Regions from separate parts of the Sus scrofa genome. Here all the other regions are linked to region 3. The links are chromatin contacts, called in public HiChIP or PLAC-seq and promoter capture Hi-C maps. All regions are on one chromosome and are shown on one strand. Each heading gives the region's core, a stretch centred on a gene start, on an enhancer-like site or on the middle of the called end of the contact. The rest is flanking DNA. Distances are from core to core; before and after follow the strand shown. Region 1 has its middle 320 kb from the start of RNLS. Region 2 has its middle 340 kb from the start of PTEN. Region 3 holds the start of KLLN (killin). Region 4 overlaps RNLS (renalase).

The links. Promoter capture Hi-C pulls out the DNA fragments that hold promoters and counts their contacts. HiChIP or PLAC-seq counts read pairs in DNA pulled down with a chosen protein or histone mark.
Region 1: an H3K27ac HiChIP or PLAC-seq map of alveolar macrophages shows a contact between it and region 3. The contact joins the enhancer-like site here to the promoter of KLLN in region 3. A contact is called at or near these places in 3 of 5 promoter capture datasets (fetal liver, liver and skeletal muscle), 13 of 47 Hi-C or Micro-C datasets (alveolar macrophages, embryonic fibroblasts, heart right ventricle and 7 more) and 2 of 2 datasets of contacts at active chromatin or transcription factors (alveolar macrophages and skeletal muscle).
Region 2: a contact with region 3 is called in an H3K27ac HiChIP or PLAC-seq map of alveolar macrophages. The contact joins the enhancer-like site here to the promoter of KLLN in region 3. A contact is called at or near these places in 2 of 5 promoter capture datasets (fetal liver and liver), 4 of 47 Hi-C or Micro-C datasets (alveolar macrophages, embryonic fibroblasts and psoas muscle) and 2 of 2 datasets of contacts at active chromatin or transcription factors (alveolar macrophages and skeletal muscle).
Region 4: a promoter capture Hi-C map of liver shows a contact between it and region 3, with 15 times the contacts expected there. The contact joins the enhancer-like site here to the promoter of KLLN in region 3. A contact is called at or near these places in 3 of 5 promoter capture datasets (fetal liver, fetal skeletal muscle and liver), 10 of 47 Hi-C or Micro-C datasets (embryonic fibroblasts, liver, mesenteric adipose tissue and 4 more) and 1 of 2 datasets of contacts at active chromatin or transcription factors (alveolar macrophages).

The regions. Positions count from the first base shown.
Region 1 is chr14:100,280,316-100,283,217 of Sscrofa11.1, forward strand. No RefSeq gene overlaps it. Among named protein-coding and RNA genes, the nearest start is that of RNLS, 320 kb to the right of the region's middle. Within about 2 kb of position 1,391, at least 48 of the 83 cell types and tissues checked have an H3K27ac peak or open chromatin away from gene starts, as enhancers often do. A contact at or near this core is called in alveolar macrophages, fetal liver, liver and 4 more, where this site is marked.
Region 2 is chr14:100,263,749-100,266,652 of Sscrofa11.1, forward strand. No RefSeq gene overlaps it. Among named protein-coding and RNA genes, the nearest start is that of PTEN, 340 kb to the left of the region's middle. Within about 2 kb of position 1,278, at least 10 of the 83 cell types and tissues checked have an H3K27ac peak or open chromatin away from gene starts, as enhancers often do. A contact at or near this core is called in alveolar macrophages, fetal liver, liver and 1 more, where this site is marked.
Region 3 is chr14:99,927,567-99,930,698 of Sscrofa11.1, forward strand. KLLN (killin) reads right to left here and starts at 1,321. Exons shown (of 3, transcript XM_021073704.1): 1 at 1,238-1,321; 2 at 680-868; 3 at 1-677. The coding sequence starts at 1,321. The coding sequence ends at 105. PTEN (phosphatase and tensin homolog) reads left to right here and starts at 2,490. Exons shown (of 9, transcript NM_001143696.1): 1 at 2,490-2,806. The coding sequence starts at 2,728.
Region 4 is chr14:100,428,975-100,432,063 of Sscrofa11.1, forward strand. The region is part of intron 4 of RNLS (renalase); the gene reads right to left. Among named protein-coding and RNA genes, the nearest start is that of RNLS, 170 kb to the right of the region's middle. Within about 2 kb of position 1,452, at least 3 of the 83 cell types and tissues checked have an H3K27ac peak or open chromatin away from gene starts, as enhancers often do. A contact at or near this core is called in fetal liver and liver, where this site is marked.

The DNA.
Region 1 (2,902 bases), core at 141-2,640, 350 kb after region 3:
CTCATCCAGGAACTTAACACTTTACAACAGTCAACCCAGATATGAATACACAAAATAAGATGCTATTTAAAAGAGGCTGTTAAGTGGTTCTGAAAATGGAAGTTAGAAACCTAGATTTGCATCCAAGTTCTACCACTTACACATCAAGCAAAACTTGAATCAGTTTCAGCCCCATCAGTAACATAGTGGTGACGATACATGACCCGCCAGGTTCCTGTGAGGGGTAAATCACATGATGTGGGGAAAACAGGAACACAGCACAGTGATACTCAGTACCCTTTAACTGGCACGACTGAAAAAAAAAAAAAATTACACATATACATACTGCGCAAAAGGCAATTTCACATTACCAAGGCATTACTACTGAGGCATTCAATGTCAGCCTAATTAAAGAAAATCCTACTTTCCTTGAAGTTCTGTTTGCTTTCTGAACTTTTTGGCCTGGAGCAACACCTTTTGCTAATCCATTTTATATTCATTGTTTTAGTCAAGGGACAATTAATCAGACACTGGGATTTGGGAGTCTTGAGTTCCACGTCGAGCATGCACAGTCTGGTGACCTTGAACAATCAGTGGAATCACGCTCTTTTGTGAACCTCTTTTTGCCTTGCCCTGAAGGCAGAGCATTAGTCCCATCCCTCCTTTCTGCCTGCTCAGCACTAACTCTGCAACGCTTGTTACCCAAAATCAGGACATCGATGTTTTAATTCACAAGAAAAATCCAATTCATGTAATATCTTTATCCCTCTATGAACTGTGGGGGGAAAGGCAAGCAACCAAGCCTAAACGTTCAGCCGAAAGCATTTGCCAATATTCCTTTCAAGCAATAACCTCTCCGCAAGGCCAGCAGCTTTTTCACTGACACCTCATTTTGCTGCTGGAAAGAAAACCTTTTCTACATTCACTGCCTCCACCTGAACTGCTCGGTAATTGAAAGTCATTTTGTTTTTCCAATCACCCTCGGCAGCGACATGCACACTACCCATCCCCTTCACTGTCTAAATCGGGGGCTGAGGAAAAGTCCCTGTGGGAAGCGTGAACAGCCAGCAGCTGCGCTGGGCCTGGCCAGCTGAACTTCAGCCTGCTCCTTGGCCCAACCCCAGGACTGATAAAGCCTTTGCTAAGCTTTAGATTTCCCAGGCTTTTGTGAGCCAAAGGGAAGACCGCTTTCGTCGGTCCTGATGGCCTCTTTGTGTTCCTTGGGCCTGTTAACTCTTGTCTCAGGCAGGAAGAGAGTGAGGGGGACCAGGCTCGGTGCGGGGCCCATGCTTCCAGCCTGCTTCGAGTTGTCCAGCAAAGGCTGACCTATATTCCAGTGACACACACCAGATCTGAGTAGGACAGAACTGCCCAGGGAGCCGCCCACCCCTCCTCCTCCTGCTTCCTCAGCCAAGAGGGCAGCCAGATCTGTACACGAAGTTCTCTCTTGTCAGCCTGATGGCAGGACAGGGCTCCAGACGGGGGTTCTTAGGAGGTGAACCCCCACCACATGAACCGCAGGGCACCCCCTCTCCCCCACTGTCTTTCCTCCAGGGAGTGTAGCAGGAACCAGAAGGGTGCAAAAAAGTCGGTCTCTTGAGTTTGTTCAAAATTATTTCCTTCCAGCCATTGTTTTTGGAATGCTTTGCTGCATTTCTTTAGAGTGGGCAGATGGCAGGATCCTGGAGGTGTAAAACAGCTACAAAAACCAAGATGATTCAAACAGAAGGAATATGTATAAACCCTGCTGGATCATCCTAATATTAATCAGGAGAATTTTTTTTTTTCCTTCTCTCCAGGATGTTTAAAGTCTTCATGTTTTCTGTGTGCCTTCCCCCTTTAAAAAGAACACAATGTATAAATGGGTTGCTTTGGGGATCTTGGCTGGGAGCACTGGCGTCATTTTTTTGTATTCAGCTTATTTTGAGGACAAGCCCAATGGACAGACTTGAGAGCAAGACCTCTCACTTTGAGGAGACAGAGGAAAGTGAAAATGGAACTCCCATGGAGGGGAGCCGAAACTGGACAGCCAAGGATGGTGCCATCCAAAATACAGGAACCATGCCTGAAAGAGATAATTTCAAGTTGAGCTGTGGTTTACCACAGTGTCCTCGTGATCAGTCGAGTGGTCAGATGTCAGGGGTGACTGAAAATAAGTGCATTTTCCCACAGTGAAAGAAAAAAGAAGAAAAAACAACAACAACAACAACAACTTTGCCCATTCGAAGCAAATACTTGCACATTTCAGACTGGTTGGAGTAGGCTTGAAAATGTACTATCATCCTTGTGACTTGAGTGGAAAAAGCTGGAGAAGAAACAACGGTTATTTGCTTTTGATTAGCCACCCCACACCCCCTTTTTGTCCCTAAGGACCACAAGGAGTCTTTATTGCTCTGTCCCATGTTTTGTTCTATTCAAAAGATCTTCTGGGAGCAAGGGTTATGTGTTTACGCCATGACATGGCTGGCACTGGCGGGGAGAGGAGAAGGAGTCCCAGAGTGATTTCAAATTGAAGGGTTTGGTGACTCTGTGTGGGCTAGATCTTCTTCCTTCCACCTGTGGTACAGCCTGGCTTCAGAGAGGCAGCTGCAGAGACTTCTTTTCCTGCTGGGTGTGTGCAGAAGGACTCTGGGATTCAAAGCGTTAAAGTGTCATCTGCAATGGGAAAAATGGCTTAACCACAAATGCATCCTGTGCTGGCCTAGTTATGTGTTACTGTGTATGTGTGTACTTTTTTTTTTTTTTTTCCATTTCAAAATCTCTCTTTCATGAGCTCATATCCTAAAATGTCTCCTTTCTAATTTAATGAGAGGGATTCCATCCACTCAGAACAGGGTGCTTTCAACCATCATGTCTGCCAGAAAATCACAGAAAACCTCAAAGGTGAAACCCAGAACATCAAATCACTGATTGGAAAAATAAA
Region 2 (2,904 bases), core at 28-2,527, 340 kb after region 3:
ATACAACCCCTTGTTATCCAGTGCAAAATTTTAATTTCAGTCTTCAACAACTAGAAAGACAGAATATCAATCTTTGATAAATAAAACTAGACTCAGAGGTATTAATATCCCTGCAATTAATGTCTCTCCCAACTAACCACATGTCTCTGGATATAGTTGAAGAAGAATTTCAGCTATCTAAGACTCATAAGGTCCCAGCTCCAGCTGGGACTTCAAATCATGTTTCCAGAACACAAAGAACACTTGATAAAGTTGGAGAGAAATATTTTTCAAAAATATGTCACCAGGCAGCTTGGGAGTGATTTAACAGAACCATCCTACAGGGTATGAATTTAACCTTTGATCTCTGAAATGAAGGTCAGCAAATTTGTTTTTACTCTACATCTCTTATAATCAACTCAATGTCTGGGTAAATCAGTTTCTAAAGAGGAGGCTGTGTTTGCAGATAAGTGATACTTTCACCCTTCAATTTTGAACCACTTAACCCTCTCTTCCCTGAGTTAAATTCTACTGCTGTTGTCAACTTTTTGTGGGAAAGGAATCTAAAAACTTAAGATGCCATGTATTAGAATGGGGGAAATGCCATACTGTTGGCTACAAATGAAATAAAATGTCCAAGAAAAATGTTTTAGTGGTGTTTTTTTTTTTTTTCCCTTCTAGGAGATGAGCACATGAAAAGATACTGTTTTTTAGCTATCAGTTCACCTGAAGTCTTCTTGCCAATCCCAGGTTGGCAAAGAATAGCCTATGGGCTAAATCCAACCTACTGCCTGTTTTTGTAAATAAAGTTTTATTGGAACACGACCATGTTCATTCGTTTAGGTATCATCTCTGGCTGCTTTCGTGTTACAATGACAACTGACTAATTGCAGCAGAGAGCATGTGTCTCACAAAGCCTAAAATATTTACTCTCTGGGCCTTTACACAAAATCTTTGCCAACCACTGCTTTAAATCAAAGAAAGAGGCTTGGGGTGGTGACATCACAATAATACATCCTTAGCACAGATATAGCAATGGCTTGGCAGTAAATGAGGATGGGACGTTGGTTTTAATCCAGATATTCACTTTTTAGAAACAGAGTCTCAGAATAACATTAAGCTGATGAAAAGAACAATAGTTGGGGATGCATTGTAATGAGGTATAGACATAGTAACTAAATTTATTCCTCTGATTCTCCAGCAGTCTATCTAATAAAAATACGCTACAGTAGAGATGAACCCAGAATCTTCAGCTGATGTCAGCCATTTGGGAATAAGAGTTCCTTCTCTGCAGCAGATGTGTGGCTTGAAGTTCATCATGAGTACACTCAGAGAGAGAGCACAGCATGTGTTGTTCTGTGGAGGGGACCAACACTGGCCTGTCAATGGGATAACAAATTTTGTTAAAGGACTTGGGGAAACAGTAAGGGTTGGGAACTGGGCTAGAACTTGAAAAATGAATTTTAACCCTTCCTGGGTATGACTATCCTTTTAAAATAATGATGATTCTGTCCAAGAAATGCCTATCAAATTTAAACCAAAAGAATGCAATGCAGTCAGTTGCCGTGCTTGCCAGTCATTCTACATGGACAGCTGCCAGGAGGTTGATACACAAAGGCGATGGTTGCATGCATGGTTATTTCAGTCCTAGACACTCGTCATCCCTTGAAATTGCTCTGTTCCCAGGATTCCAAACTCCAGCCTCCCCTTGCCTTTCTCAGAAGTCAAGTGCATGAGCCAATGAGGGTGGGCCCCCTCAATTTCCTTCTCTAACCCAAACTGCAGGTATTCATTCTGGGTCCAGATTTTCACTCCTGTCTTGGAAGAAAGGCAGAGACCCACCGCTGGGCTTGAACACTGCTGTATTTCCTGCTCTTTTTAGGACACTGCTTTTTCATTTGCAAGGTTTTCCTTTCTACTGACTCTTTCTGTTTTCCTAACTAACATGCTTGGGTCTCATTTGATCTAAAACTATGAAAAACCAAAACAAAAATTAGAGAAATTTGCTTCGACTTAGTTCCTCTCTTTTCCCACTTTTTTTCCTGACTTTTTTCTCTTTCACTGTCTGTAGCAAGAATAAGACTAGGTTATGCTATGATAACACACTGCCTCTACATCTTAGTGGTTTTCTACAATGACCCAGCTTCCATAAGGATGTATCTATACTGCTGCCACCTCTTTTCTCAGTGTCTACTCACTGTACCCCCACCCATATCTTCTAAACCCTGGCTTTTGTCACCATCACTCTCTTAAAACTACATTTTGTTGTTGTTGTTTTCACTTTTCATTTCTTTTTTTTTTTTTTTTTTTGTATTTTTCTAGGGCTGCACTTGCAGCATATGGAGATTCCCAGGCTAGGGGTGTAATCAGAGCTGTAGCTGCCCGCCTACGCCAGAGCCACAGCAATGTGGGATCCGAGCCACGTCTGAGACCTACACATAGCTCGTGGCAATGCCGGATCCTTAACCCACTGAGCAAGGCCAGGGTTCAAACCCGCAACCACATGGTTCCTAGTCGGATTTGTTAACCACTGAGCCACGACGGGAACGCCTAATTTTTTAAAATATTTATTTATTTATTATTTATTTTGCTTTTTAGGGCTGCAGCCACAGCATGTGGAGGTTACCAGGCTAGGGGTCCAATAAGAACTACAGCTGTCGGCCTAGGCCACAGCCACAGCAACACAGGATCTGAACCTCGCCTGCGACCTATACCACAGCTCACAGCATGGCCAGGATCCTTAACCCACTAAGCAAGGCCAGGATTTGAACCCACAACCTCATGGTTCCTAGTTGGATTCGTTTCATCTGTGCCTGGATAGGAACTCCCATTTTTAATTTTTAATTCTTAAATGTTTTTTTTTTTTTTTTTTGCTTTTTAGGGACATATGGGAGTTCCCAGGCTGGGTCAAATTGGAGCTGCAGC
Region 3 (3,132 bases), core at 71-2,570:
ACTAGGTTCTCCGACCAGATAAGTCACTTGGCTGAGTCTACAGTAGGTGGGGCACGCTCACCAGCTCAGAGGCAGTGACAAAGTTTGTTGCAACATCGTTAAATTCACGCAGCGGGCTGCTGCCCGGAGATACCCTTTTGCCCCAAGAATACAGTACCTGAAAGTTTCGCCCTAAGGGGTAGTGTACTAGCTCCAGACCCCCAGGGTTTGAGAAGTCGCGGTGCTAGGGAATCTAGAACGCGGAGTCTCAGTTTTCCGGCCTCTAGCTTGCTCTGGGGGTAGCAGGCGAAGGGTGCGACCAGTTTGGGAAGTCTCGCTCTAAGATTTGCAAGAATCAACGGCAGCGACCAAGGCGAGGGGAGGCGGGGGCACGTGCTTGGATGTGGGTGCTTGTGTAACCAGCTCCTCAGGCTCCAGTCCCGACAGCGCTTCAGCGGGAGGCTCGTCTGAACCTGTCTTTCCACCAAGACCCAGGAGGCTCTGGGGTCCCTCTGCTTCTGAAAGGCGGGAGCCCTCTGGGCAAAAGAAGCGAAACACTTGCCTCTGGAGTTATCAAATGGGAGTGGGAATTTGGAAAGTTCCCCAACTAGGATCACACGTGACCTCCCCCTGAAAGTAGTTCCGACTGTGGCCCGTATATCCCTCCACCTCTTTTTGAACCCTCCTCGGTCTCCTCGGCTCCGCCCACTCGCCGGGGCTGCAGCTTCCTACCGTCGCGTACTTCACTCTCCGGCCCAGCAACCCGAGTCTCCGCCCGGGTGGTGGAGCGCGGAACCGGGCCCCGGGGCGATCCAGCCAGCCAGGTTTTCACAGCGGCCCAAAAGGGGGCGGGGCGAGGAGTCTTTGGCTCAGTTCGACGCGGTGAACCCTACTGGAACCCCGAGGGGAGAGATGCTCTCTGCTCTCCAGGGGGCTGGGGTGCATCCCAGCGTCGGGTATCAGCTTTCATTTCACCTGGACATTTGTCCTTTGGGATCTAGAAATTCAGGGGCGATGTGTTCATATTCAGCACGCTCTGCTGGACCTTTCAATTTTAGGGCAAATGAACCAGGTTGCCGGGGAAGCGGGAGGTGGGGCGATGCAAGGGAGCCGGATGAGGTGATACACACTAGAGACACAATAGGGGATTCTTTGTATTAAGACTGACACCTTGAGGACACGGGTGGGGGTGGGGGATAGGTGGATTTTTTGGCAGAGGCTGCTGCAGTCAAATCCCTGCGAACGATTGTGATCCGACAGCGGTGCAAAAGGACGGGGGGTTGCAGGCCGTGCCAGGGAAATCTGGGGGCAAGGGGAGAGGTGTCCTCGCTGTAGGGACCATCCTTGCGCTTCCCGGTACACTACCAGCGCAGTCACCTGGTCTTTCCCACCTGTGCACAGGTAACCTCAGACTCGCGTCAGTGACACTGCTCAAAGAACCTGCCTCAGCCTTCACCTTAACCCCCCTGTCTCGCTCGCAACAGCCTATTCTGCCTCGGGTTGCGTTGCTGGGCACAGGCTATGGTTCAGCTCGTCCCCCCACCCTGCGTTGCTGCAGAAGCAGCCGCAGCAAGTGCAGCTTCAGGAGGGGGCCTCGGAACAAGCCCGAGCGAGCCCCGGGCAGTCATACTGGGCATGCTCAGTGGCGCCAGCAGGTTGGGGACTCGGCGCTCGCACCAGAGCTGCCGCTTCTGCCCCCTCCCTAAAACCCCAGCCCTGCCCTGCGCGTCTCTCCCCTGGCGCGGTCCGGCCCGCCTCCCGCCTCCCGCCTCCCCTCGGGCTCCCAGGCGCCCCTGCCCCTAGCGCGGCGGCGGAGGGGGCGGGCAGGCTGGCGGGCGGTGATGTGGCGGGACTCTTTGTGCACTGCGGCAGGATACCCGTTCGGAGCCGGGACGCGGCTGCGCTCAGTTCTCTCCTCTCGGAAGCTGCAGCCATGATGGAAGTTTGAGAGTTGGGCCGCTGTGAGGCGAGACCGGGCTCAGGCGAAGGAGATGAGAGACGGCGGCGGCCGCGGCCCAGAGCCCCTCTCAACGCCTGTGAGCAGCCGCGGGGGCAGCGCCCTCGGGGAGCCGGCCGGCCGGCGGCGGCGGCAGCGGCGGCGTTTCTCGCCTCCTCTTCGTCCTCTTTTCTAACCGTGCAGCCTCTTCCTCGGCTTCTTCTGAAAGGGACGGTGGAAGCCGTGGGCTCGGGCGGGAGCCGGCTGAGGAGCGGCGGCGGCACCTCCCGCTCCTGGAGCGGGGGGGAGAAGCGGCGGCGGCGGCGGCGGCGGCGGCTGCAGCTCCGGGGAGGGGGTCGGAGTCGCCTGTCATCATTTCCAGGGCTGGGAACGCCGGAGAGTTGGTCTCTCCCCTCTTACTGCCTCCAACACGGCGGCGGCGGCGGCGGCACATCCAGGGACCCGGGCCGGTTTTAAACCTCCCCTCCGCCGCCGCCGCACCCCCCCTGGCCCGGGCTCCAGAGGCCGCCGGAGGAGGCAGCCTTTCCGAGGATTATTCGTCTTCTCCCCATTCCGCTGCCGCCGCTGCCAGATCTCTGGCTGCTGAGGAGAAGCAGGCCCAGTCGCTGCAACCATCCAGCAGCCGCCGCAGCAGCCATTACCCGGCTGCGGTCCAGAGCCAAGCGGCAGCAGAGCGAGGGGCATCAGCTACCGCCAAGTCCAGAGCCATTTCCATCCTGCAGAAGAAGCCCCGCCACCAGCAGCTTCTGCCATCTCTCTCCTCCTTTTTCTTCAGCCACAGACTCCCAGACATGACAGCCATCATCAAAGAGATCGTTAGCAGAAACAAAAGGAGATATCAAGAGGATGGATTCGACTTAGACTTGACCTGTATCCATTTCTGTGGCTGCTGCTCCTCTTTGCTTTTCTGTCACTCGCTCTTATAACGTGGGAGTAGACGGATGCGAAAAATGTCCATAGTTTGGGTGACTATAACATTTAACCCTAATCAGATTTCTAGATCATGTATATTTTGTGCTGCTTTTGAATGCATTCAGCCTAGGGTGTGTTCATCTAGACAGAACTCTTGCTTGGTTGCAAGTGTCAAGGCGCCCATGGGTTTCTTAGTCTGTCTACGGGGTCTCTTCCTAAGGGCTATTGTCCGTTAATACAGAATACAGTACAGTGTTAGTGGATTAGTGAGCTCGGTAATCCGG
Region 4 (3,089 bases), core at 202-2,701, 500 kb after region 3:
GCTCCAAAAAGAATTTGAGTTGGCTTGTTAATACTTTACATTTCCCTATGAAAAGTGTGATTAGTTTTCCTATGTGTGTGTGTGTATATATATATATATATATGCATGTATGTGTGTTTTAATAAGGTATTGAGCAGACCAAAAACCTTAGTGGAGAACCATTTCTGAAAATACAATTTAAATAAATAAAATATAGCTCAATTTACAAAAATGTTACTTTATACCAAATTGTTTAACTGTTCAAGAAATTACTATGTGAAATTTTTTTACACATATGGTATGGATAAAAACAAATAAGAATCTATACACAATGTCTTTTAGTCACTAGTCGAATGTGCACTGAGGCCACCATTTCCAATCAAAAGGATCAGGAATGACTTCTCAGTTTCAGGTATTGTCTGTGAACATTTTCACAGTAATGCGATTAGGAAGTCATTTAATTAGCCTTATTTTTCACTTGGGATCCAAAATCAGGGGAAAAAAACATGTGCAAGAACACACATCTCAGGGAATTCCTGTTGCGGCTCAGTGGAAACAAATCTGACTAGTAGCCATGAGGACGCAGGTTCGATTCCTGACCTCGCTCAGTGGGTTGAGGATCCGACATTGCCTTGAGCTGTGGAGTAGGTCACAGATGTGGCTTGGATCCCACATTGCTTTTGGCTGTGGCACAGGCCAGGAGCTACAGCTCCAATTCGACTCCTAGCCTGGGAACAACCATATGCTGCAGGCATGGTCCAAAAAAAAAAAAAAAAAAACCACATCTAAAGGCATTAAAAATGCATTTCTCCACCCTACGCCATAGAACAAAGTTCATATATTAACATTAGATGAATCTCTATTCCTTTCTTACTTCTGCAAGAGCCATCACATATATAAATCATCAATTTCAGTGTCCAGTGATTTAAATAGAGCCCAGAAAGATTCTGAGTCAGCAGGTCCTCTGATTTAGATACTGATTTTAGGAGCTCCAGTGGCACAATCAGTGCACGGCACTTATATAGAAAGTGATTTTGTATCTCATCTTCTCCACTTTCTTACAAGAAATCAGTTCTAGATTCTGGGCCATCTCCCCTATATCTGATAACGAATGCCACTTCTGATTTTCAAAGGAATAAATAGAGCATCAGAGTCAAATAAATCACTTTCTATGCATATGAAATGCCCTTCACATTAAGCTTCCATATTTGGTGGTGAACAAGGAACTCTTGTTAGTTAGTTGTTTGAAAAATTGCTGGTGGACCTGACATTCATTTTTGATAGCTGACAGCTTTTTATTTTCAAAAACTTTTTACTTTCCATTTTTTTTTTAAGAGAAATTACTCTGAAGTCTGTCAGCTCAGTAGCTCTGGGAGTCGGCTTTACTTATTTGTCTTATCAAAGGTCAGCAAACTTTTTCTGTAAAAGGACAGACAGTAAATATTTAAGGCTTTGTGTGCCATGCAGACACTGTTGCAAGGACTCAACTCTGCATTACAGCATGAAAGCAGTCACAGACAACATATAAATGAATGAGTGTGTCTGTGCTACGACTTTATTTACAAAAGCAAGAGTCAGGTTGGATTTGGCCCAAGGGCAGCAGTTTGCCAATTTGGGGTCTATATAATGGCAATATTCATAAAACAGGGGAATAGAAAAGGTTCCCTGCCAAATTTAAGGGCATAGGAGTAAAAATTCAAAGACCATTTATTTTAAAATTTATTTTTCCAGCTTTATTGAGATATAATTGATAGATAACATTGTTTTAGTTTAAGGTTATGACATAGTGACTTGATATATGTATGTATTATGAAATGATCATCGCATTATCACATTATAACATTCATTAGCTCACATAGTTACAATTCTTTCTTATGATGAGAACTTTCAAAATTTACACTTAGCTTCTTTCAAATATACAATACAGTATTTTTAACTACAGTCACCATGCTGTACATTCCATCTCCAGGACTTATTTATTTTATAACTGGAAATCTGTAACTTTTGACTATTTTATCCATTTAGCCCACTCGCTACCCCTCACCCTGGCAACCACCAATCTGTTTTCTGTATCTATGAGTTCAGGGTTTTTAGATTCCACATGTAAGTGAGATTAAAAAGACTTTTTAATAAGTCATTGAAAATATTTATTATTATTCAAGTGAATTAAATTGGAGAATTTGAAATTTTGATCATAATTAACTATTATAGTTAATGATTTTACTCTATTTCTCATTTTATACTTTTTTCAGGAAATAAAACTTTACTTTGGACAATATCAATATATTATTATTATTTCTCATTTTATACTTTTTTCAGGAAATAAAACTTTACTTTGGACGATATCAATATAAAATCCCCAAAGAAATTTAAAGAATTGCCATTTGTACTCTCTTGACATTTTCTTGCTAGGTAGAAACAAAAAAGTTGGTCTGACAACTGAGGATAACTCATAATTTCAGGTGCAGAAAGAAAATAAATTCATCCTTACAAAAATATGATGTGATCTAATAAATAAATTCATTGGGCAATGCTGAAACATAACAGTTTGAGACATTTAACAAAACTATATTGCTAGTTTTTTTTGGTGTATTGAGATGGCCCAAGGGAAATTTTAGAAGAGTTAAAAGCCACAAAAACACACATAGAAACATGTGCTTTCAACAACATTCTTCTTTTGTGAGCTGTTATGTGACCAGGCTCTTATTCCCTTCTCCCAAGTGGGCTAAATTCTCATGATTCCAAAAGACATGGCCATTTCTAGTAATGCCCTCTGCTATTTGCCCTCTCATCTACAGTCAATGAATTCTACAGGAGATGGTGATTGTACAATCTACTGGTCAACTTTATGACAATCCTTATGGCTTCATCTTACACTGTGTGCTCTCAATAATTTACATGTGAATGTTTAATCATTGCTCCATGTTCTAGAACTTAGATATACCCATATACATTCCTTTGGTTTTGAAAAAGTAGAATTTGTTTCCTCCATGGGCCATAGGGAAAATATATGTTGTATACTTGTTTCTTATTAGGCAGACTCTAATTCTGTTTCACACCGCCTTCAACACTGATTTTGCAAATTTGCCCACTTACTCCTGATTGGTTTA